2 separate regions of the Sus scrofa genome follow, and region 2 is linked to region 1. A link is a contact called in public Hi-C data. All regions are on one chromosome and are shown on one strand. Each heading gives the region's core, a stretch centred on a gene start, on an enhancer-like site or on the middle of the called end of the contact. The rest is flanking DNA. Distances are from core to core; before and after follow the strand shown. Region 1 has its middle 120 kb from the start of AKR1E2. Region 2 has its middle 220 kb from the start of AKR1E2.

Region 1 (4,362 bases), core at 960-3,459:
GGTGGCTCGTCCTCTTCCGGAGAAGACCACCCACAGGGACCCCCTGGCCCAGGAGGTTCTGCCTTCCCTCTCCCTTGGGGGCAGCTGGTGGACAAGGACAAACTAGGATGTCAATGGATCCTGTCTCTGCAAGGAGGGTCTGGCGGTGGACTCTCTACAGTAAAACCCTCTGAGAGCTCTGTCTACCTCCTGACTTTATCCGTTGTTGTCGTCGTTGTTACATGCTCAGCTTGAGGACCAAGAGTGCCTAACTGTGACACCTAGGTCTCAAAAGTCAACCTTTGTTCCCAAGTGAAAGTAAATATTCTCCCGCCTTCATTCAGAAACAAAACCCACTTTTTGGGTTTCATAAAATTTATTCTTCCTGTTGACACAAGAGAAAAGTTGGCTGACTATGAGTTGATGCATAGAAGATGCGTTACATAAGGACATTATCCCTTTTTAATCAAAATTTTCAGTGAAGCCCACTGTATACGGGGATAGTCAAATGCAGAGAGGACACAGCGTTCCTAGCCCGTAGGCAGACAAGGTCCAAACTGCCGTCGGACAGCCGGGCCAAAGGCAATTGGCTCTGAGAGGAAAGGAGGCTGAAATCTACGTATATCTGTCTTCAGCTTATCGGCAGTAAGGAGTTAGTAGCCCAGACATGGGTGTTAGTCAGATCATAATCTTTCACATAATGTATCTCGTTTGATCCTGACAGTGTCCCCCAAATCCCGGCAAGTATACCTTTCTAGGTCCCTCCTTGGAGAGTCTTAAGGGGCTTCCCCCAGTAGCTCTACATGCACTAAGACGGAAGGACGGGTTAAAATCTAGGCAAGTAAGTCATGAGCAAGAAGAAATGCTTGTGTTTGAAAATGACAAGTTCTCATTTATGTGTCACCAACCCTAATCCAATATATTCCTGAATCGTATATTATTTATATGGACTTATTTTTAAAGCAATTGTCCCATGTTTTTAAAGCAGATTTAAGAATATGGTCTAAAAAAGCCTGGACCAAGTTTCAATATATAATGATGGAATCTCTTCAAATAACTCAACAGGCACTGAAGGATTCATGCTGACTGCGGTATGTCTCAGAGTCAGAATCTGCCATCAGGACATACGGTGTAGGTAGGTTTGCTTTCACATTGATTTTTCTTCTTGTTTCAGCCTGTGTGATTCCCTGACTACCACGGTTGAGGTGGCTGTTTTAATTTGGTTACGGCCAAGGCAAGGCTGTGTTTATCACCTTGCCCACATTTTTCCTTCAAACCAGCGCATGAAACTGAATTCAATGAGCACTGCTGAAAGCAGGTCTAAGAAAGGCATTTGGCTTCAAGGTCCTCTGCTGACCGTAATAAATTGCTCGTGAGACTGTAGATCTGAAGACTTTATTGTATCCAAACTGGCTCTGAGGAAATGCTGAATTTCATAAATAATAATAACAGCAATGACGATGAACTTGGATGTGTCAACTTTCCAAGCAAATTGGAGCTGCACGTAACTTCAAAAGGAAGAAATGCTTTTGCTAGCTGTGGACTTAGAAATGCAGATGTGTCATACTTTAGGCTCTTGATTAGAACAAAACCCTGACAAATGCAGAATCATTTGTAAAAATAGGCATGTGTGAATACTACACATATTCTACATATATACATCATATGCAGTATACACACACACAATACTATGTAAAACTACAGGTATAGAAATACGGACACAAACACAGGCATACATTTAAAAAGCACACTATAAAAATATATATGTTCAAAGATATAAAGTATGCTAAAGTACATAAATGCTATAAAAGTGTGCATGTAATATATGACTATTATTAGTACATGTATTACATACACATATGTAATATATTACACATTAATACCATTATTAATATTAGTAGTATATTCTAAGTATATAGACTAATATATTTTAAAATATATACTCTTTTAATACACACTATAGTATATACTGATGTATTTTTTAAAACTGAAAGAAACCTAGTTTCCTTTTTATTTGTGTTCCTACGGGTGGCAGCCGCTTTTTTCCGGGTCTCTCTCATTAGCCGTGATTAGGATATTCCCTAATTCTAAGTCCTCATTTCTCAGTGTAGACTGTGGGTCCCCAGCCTGGGAGGAGGGAGCGGGGTTTCCCGGTTTTATAAACACAAGTCTCCCTGGAGATTCCTACCAACAGAGGACGAGGCTCCCCGGACACTTACTGAGGGTGGCCACTAGGGGGCACAGGTGTCCACGTTTCTGCATTTGGGGCAGCTGTGCTTCCCTGGCGCTGGGAAACTCTGATTCAGATCATTGCTGCAATTAGAGTTTTCAGGTGAAGATTTCCCCGTCTTTTCAAGTCTTTTCAGCCTTGAAACAAATTACATTTTATCGTTGTAAAGGTTAATTCAAATTCAGTGAACAATTTGGAAAATACCTAAGGTAGGACCACAGAAACAAAACCAAGGATGACCACTAAAATTTCCATCATCAAGAAATAAATATTCTGACAATATTTTGGTTTTCTGCCTATATGTTTTTGTGTATTTGTGTGTGTGTGTATATATATATAATTATATTATGAAATGAATGTTACAAAATGAATATAAATGAAAATTATATTATGAAATACCCAAAATTATATAATTTAATATATAATGTATATTTATATCTTATATCATATTTGCATATACCATATCATTCATACATGTATAGTTTTCAAAAATGGAGATTGCTTTGAAATACTCAATTATATTCTGTTTCTCTTCTCATTTCATTTATACTTTTTCTCAGTTTGGGTGGTGAACACATACATTTCATGACAAAATATATGAGAATTGAGCACTCTGCAAAAGGGATTCAGCATTGTACTGACTGTGGGCTCCATGAAATAAAATGAGGGCAGGGGGTTCCCCTCACGGCTCAGTGGTTAACAAACCCGACTAGCATCCGTGAGGACGCGGGTTGGATTCCTGGCCTCACTCAGTGGGTTAAGGATCATGAGCTGTGGTGTAGGTCGCAGATGCGGCACAGATCCCGAGTTGCTGTGGCTGTGGCTGTGGCCAGCAGCTGTAGCTCCAATTCGACCCCTGGCCTGTGAACTTCCATATGCCACGGGTGTGGACCTAAAAAACAAAAACAAAAAAAAGAAAAGAAAAAAAAGAGGGCATATCTCCAATTTTCATCAGCACGTCTGGGTCACAGACTCAGGAGAGACTTCATTGCAAGCTCATATTCTACCCTACTTGCTGCAAAGAGCCTTAGCTAGTTTAAGGATGTCAAAATCTTAGCATATCCTATTGCTAAAAGCTCTGGTTTTACATGCGGTACCGTGGTACGACTTTTATGCCTTAGAACTTTCCATCTTGCCATCTTCCAGCCTTTGGAAGACATGTTTTCTGCAGTATTTACTTGGAATATTTTCCCATCATTTTTGTATTCTATTGGGTAACTTGGAAAGCTTGACTAATATAATCTTTCAGACTGCCAAGAACTAACAGGCAGAAATTAGATCAGCTAAGTTTACTCTTTCTCTTAATAAATATTTTGTGAGACTCTGCTGCAGTCTGATTCATGGACAAATGTTACACAAGGCAGACTTTGCCTACTTTCTAGCCTCTGCCTAAAATGCCACTCTCAGCAGCAAAGTGATGTGTTTCTCTGTCACCTCTAGGTACAGAAAGAAAAACTTTAGTTTGGACATTACTGAGTCAGGCACACAAACCTAGAGACCTCGCAGGTCTGTAGTGAGGCGAGGAATGCGGTAGGTCCCAGGGTTACGGCTCAAACCCCGTGTCTTGCACTCTTGGGGCTCATTAATGACTTCTAAGGCCTTCCTGTAACCACTGGGACAATTAATTTAATTAAAATCAACCTAATTCAGCCAACATCCGGTTCTGCTAGAGAATATATTAGATACTCTCATGCATTAAAAAAAAATTTGCTTCTAATTCAATAAATATTACTGGAAATCAGCTATCCACGTGGAAAAGGTAAATGACATTAAAAAGTAAATTTTACCTAAGGTGGAACTACGTGTAAAGAACAAAACTTTAAAATGTGGAGGAAAAACACAGAAGAGTCTCTTCATGTCCACAGGGAGGGAAAAATTAAGTCCGATCAGAAAGGAAAAACACAAATCATGAATGCAATCAGTTCATCAATCAATCAAATTTAATATATTTAAATTAAATTAAAACAATTTAAATAAATATTTAATTATATTAAATTTTTGATTAAAAATAACAAGCCACAGACGGGAGGAATAAAGAGACTGACAGTGCATACAATTAATACAAAACTATCAACCAAAGTAGAATTTTACAACATAACTCCAAGAAGAAGACCAAAAAAGGGGAAAAAAAGGGAAAGATAAGGAGAACAGAA
Region 2 (4,869 bases), core at 2,086-4,585, 97 kb after region 1:
GCTGTTGGGAAAATCATGTCTCTACATTTTAGCATTTGTAGCTATTCAGTGAACATTTTCATTTAACTTTGATAGTCTGTAACTCTTAAAAAATGTTCCATCAGTGTTTGTGTGGCCCCAAAGAATGGTTGGAGAGGAAATGTCCCCCTTTTTTTTTTAAGGGCCGCACCCACAGCATGTGGAGGTTCCCAGACTAGGTGTCCAATCAGAACTGTAGCCGCTGGCCTACCCCACAGCCACAGCAATGCTGCACCTGCACTGCGTCTGTGACCTCCACCACAGCTCACGGCAATGCGGATCCTTAACCCACTGAGCGAGGCCAGGGATCGAACCTGCGACCTCGTGGATACTAGTCAGGCTCATCAACTGCTGAGCCAGGATGGGAACTCCCCCTTCTAGGTCTTAATGAGAGCCTGCTTCATGAACTGCAATTGGCCGAAAAACAGGCGAAGAATTCCTAACCCCATTAACTTATTTTGGTTCTCATTAAACTTTTAAATTCACTTACTTTCCCTTTACCTTATCTATTTCAGGCTTATTCGCATCAGTGTTTGGCAACCATCTTTGGAAAATGCACAGATTGAGCACCAGTGTGGGAGGAATTATACAACTAAAAAACATTCCATGAAATGATCATGGGTATTTCAGTTTGCTTCAGGATTAATTATAGTCCTGGTTGCCACATTGAGGCAGTCTGTGGGTGAGAAGCCTGGGCTGACGGACTTGTCATCCTGGTAATGGCATTCCAGGGAAGTGATTTCCTCAAACAGAACCTGTACCTGTTGCAAGAGAAACTTTTAAAAAGTCATGCAGCCGTGAACAAAGGCCCAGCAAACACTGCCCTGGAAATTCTGCACCTATGAGAACAATGCGGTTGAAAGCACGACAGTGACAAAATGTGTTACTCGGGGAACCATTTAGAAATGATCATTTTAGCAGCATTACTAATACTTAACAAGGATCTAGAGGGCAGAATGAAAAGTCATCCCGGGGATAATACAAGGAATGTAAAAGAGCATATATTAAAGGCTTAAAGTTTCAGTTCCATAAACATCAAAGGATTTGCTTGCTTCTCTTGACACTGCTCAGAGAATAAATTACATACGTTAAACAATTTGTTACGTTCCTGTTTGTCACTTTTAAACCGTAAATTTTACATTGAAAAGTGTTAAGGAAGGTTTATAATTCCACTGTGATTTTTCCAGAAGTAAAGTCTTCCAAAAAAAAACACATGATAAATGGTCACTCTGTCTCTATCTGTCATCCATGCTTGATATGCATATGTGTATCTGTGCATAAATATATCTCTATAAATATATGAGCATCATAGATCATTTTTATTGAGGACTTCTTTGAAAAGAGGTGCTAAGCACTTCACATGAATTATGACTTTATATAAATTATGTCATTTGGTCTCCTTAATCCTATGAGGTGTCCCTACCACTGTCCCATTTTGCAGTCAAGGAAATCAAGTCAAGAGGGATTAATTGAATTATCCGTAGCAGACTAGGAAGAGATGGTAGAACCCATGGGGAAAACCACATGCAGCTAAGTACTCTCTTTTATTCTTAAAATTTATGTAATCAAATAATTTATATATGGACACATATCTTTCTTTTTCAAAGTATATTTATAATATAAGGTATAATGTATTATAATAAATGTGTAATTGTTATGTAATGTATAATAGATGCATGCATTATTTATCAGTTATATATAATATAGTCAACTCTACACTGCATAGTTACATATAACATAGTTATATTCATAGGTCACACGCATAGTGCAGTCGTATATAATATGTAATTGGCATCTGCTTTAGTATTTACATATATGTGTGTATGTGTTACACTCTCACAAAGAGCACTGGGTACAAACTACTCCCATCTGTTTTTCAACACTATGAGGAGCCCCGACTGGCCCCGTGGACTGTCCTGGGTACCACGTGATAGACCTGTGCCTGTGTTCTCTGCTGCAACATTCTTTTCTTGGTCACTGTTGACCTCTGAACATGGTAAGAGCCACGATTGTGGGAAAGGAAGCAGAGCACTTACTAGTGGTCTGTTACCATAGCAACGGGAGGCTGCTCTCCCCTCTGTCCCACGTCCTTAACTATGGCACCCACAGCACAACGCATGGGCTGCGGATTCGAGGGTCAAACACAATAGTCTCGGACCACAACCCAGATGCAGAAGGTGTGGCTGAGCTGTCAGCAGTATCATCTACCCTGCCGCCCACTGTTTCAGGAAAATCAGGCACCTGCCAATACCAGACCATGCCTTGGGCGTGAGCCCCTGCCTTCTTGCTTTGCCATAAAATGAGGTGTTTGTTGGTAGTGATGCACAAGGCTTTATGGAAGCCTGTGAATGGTGATTCCAGCAGAAGTGTTGGAGCAAGTGAAGAAGAGTTCACATCAACATTGTAAAATAAAGGGACTCCCAGAGTTCCCGTCACAGCTCAGTGGTTAATGAACCCAACTAGGATCCAAGAGGATTCCCTGGCTCACTCAGTGTGTTAAGGATCCCTCGTTGCCATGAGCTGTGATGTAGGTCACAGACGCGGCTCGGAGGCCCATGTTGCTGTGGCTGTGGTGTAGGCTGGCAGCTGCAACTCCTATTCAACCTCTAGCCTGGGAACCTCCCTATGCCCCAGGTGCGGACCTAAAAAGCAAAGCACAGCAAAGCAAAGCAAAGGAAAGCAAAGCAAAGCAGTATCTCTCTTCATTATAAACAGTGTGATGTAATCAGCCTGCCATTGGGTAGATGGCTAGTCCTTCCTAGAACAGTGCAATCCAAGGAAGCTTTAGAACAAGGCTCTCAGCTGGAGCAACGCCCATCAGCCTTGTAGCTGAATACCTTTATCACCAGTACTCATTTTAGAAATACTGATGAGTAACTAAATTGCTTTTCTATTTTGTCGCTTCTCCATTCCTCCCCATCCCACCTCATTCAATTGTTCAGCCACATCTCTGGAACCTGTCTGAACTTTTTCTTGGCTGAACTGAAGAGCCAGGAAAGTTTTTGCAGCAAGTTCAGAGTTGGTAGGAAAATCGGAGCTCCTGGATTTTTGATCTGGTGATGGTGGTTTTCCTTGCTCCAACATCCCCTCTAAGAGCTACGAACTGCTTCAAAGTTAAGAGATGACAATTCGGGAACAAAGATTTGCAGATAACCAAGGTGGATGGCCCCCTCTCCCTCCTCTTAGAGCTTTTGTTCACTGGCAGCCTTATTTTATGTTGCAATTTAAAACACTTGAAGAGCACCGCATCAAACAAGCATGCAAAAATGAAAGCAGTGGAGAGTCAGTTGGGTGCAGTTAATTTTTAATTGCACTCTCTCTCTGCTCTGCCTTTATTTATCGCCAAGCAGCTGTAGGGCCAGAACCCACCAGAGGGGAAATCACTGGTTCTGTGTCAACAGGAATATCGTTATAGTACATGGTTCAAAAATAGATTACAGGGAGACTGACACTTTCAGAACAGCTTGTTTTTTCCTCCTTAAATGTCATCGTAACATGGTCCCGTCTCAACAGAGGCAAGGTGCAGGGAAGTGTGCAAAAGCCTCAGCTTTCACATTCCCCTGGCTCCTGCTGGCGGGAAAGTCCTGTTACAATTGCAAGAGAAACATCAGGGCCTGAATTCAAAAGAAAATATCAAGATGAAAAACCATCGATCTGATCTCTTTACAGTTATTTGGTAACCAGCCTTAACCATTTGGGGACTTAAAAAATAAAAGGAAAATGTGTGCCGTTATGAAAGATTAGATTAGTTTTAAATGAAAGATTAGATTGGTTTTAAATCTGCCACATATGTAAAGTTTCACTGCTTTTCACCAAAACACAGTCAGCCTGCCCTGGAACTGAACCAGTCTGGGACGGCTGACGAAATACACCAGGCGGGTGGCATTCCTCCTGAAATGATGCCTTACCAGGTGAGTAGAGCCCTCATGTGTCAACAATGCTATCTGTGATGCAGTTGGGGTGCCCATGTAAGAACAGGTGGAGTGAGAACTGGGACATAATATTCCGATGGATTGTGTGACTTCTTAGCTTTTTCAAATCTATCGACCAAGGATAAAATTATACACAAAGATAAAGTCACGAGACAGATAACTATTGTCACCCCACATCTTCTGAAAATAGAGATTTGGGGGTAAGGTTCATCTTTTGGGAATGCATGCATTCTCAACCACAGATGAAAAACGATTGCAACCAGTTCCCCAAAACAGTAACACCTCAGAGCGTGAGCGCCTCTGCAGAGGTGCTGATGGCTTGAACTTTAACTCCAACAGAGCATTGGCGTTCAATGACAGCAAGTGTTACAGGTTCCTATTGTATTTGCACCCTGTTATACCCCGCTTACCAAGGGTAAATCCATTTCAATTTCTCCAAGACAGACACAAAATCCTGATAACCATTTCTAATACAAAAGTATACCAGTCAGAGAAGCCTAAGCGGATGAGCCTATATGAAAACTAGGATTTTTTTTCCCCCCATTTTCAAGTTACTCTGTTTTTCCCATTTTTCAGCGGCTTCACCCCTTGGAGGAACTTCCACAAATGGAATGCTTTATCTTAAATTATACTGACTTGGTTTTACAAAAATCAGTAACATGACGTACACGGTATTTTAACCGATGAACACAAGCAGCGTGTGCTCCAGAAAGGTGGTAAGTGCTTAGCCCGTTTCATGTGTACTCAAACCCCAGACCGGTGCCCTTTGTCGTGAGAGCCTTTGAGTGTTTCCTTTGGATCCAGGGACAACACAGTAACATGTGGTTCTAATTGACTCGCACTTAGCTCATTGAAGTCTGGTTTATGGGGAGGAAATGTGTGATGTCCAAGAAGCTGCTGGGAGGCACTTTTCCTGGAA

The links. Hi-C and Micro-C count contacts between places; a contact is called where the count stands out from the background.
Region 2: a Hi-C map of heart right ventricle shows a contact between it and region 1, with 2.2 times the contacts expected there. The contact joins two enhancer-like sites. A contact is called at or near these places in 4 of 47 Hi-C or Micro-C datasets (embryonic fibroblasts, heart right ventricle, retroperitoneal adipose tissue and 1 more) and 1 of 2 datasets of contacts at active chromatin or transcription factors (skeletal muscle).

The regions. Positions count from the first base shown.
Region 1 is chr10:65,814,757-65,819,118 of Sscrofa11.1, forward strand. No RefSeq gene overlaps it. Among named protein-coding and RNA genes, the nearest start is that of AKR1E2, 120 kb to the left of the region's middle. Within about 2 kb of position 2,210, at least 29 of the 83 cell types and tissues checked have an H3K27ac peak or open chromatin away from gene starts, as enhancers often do.
Region 2 is chr10:65,910,141-65,915,009 of Sscrofa11.1, forward strand. No RefSeq gene overlaps it. Among named protein-coding and RNA genes, the nearest start is that of AKR1E2, 220 kb to the left of the region's middle. Within about 2 kb of position 3,336, at least 6 of the 83 cell types and tissues checked have an H3K27ac peak or open chromatin away from gene starts, as enhancers often do.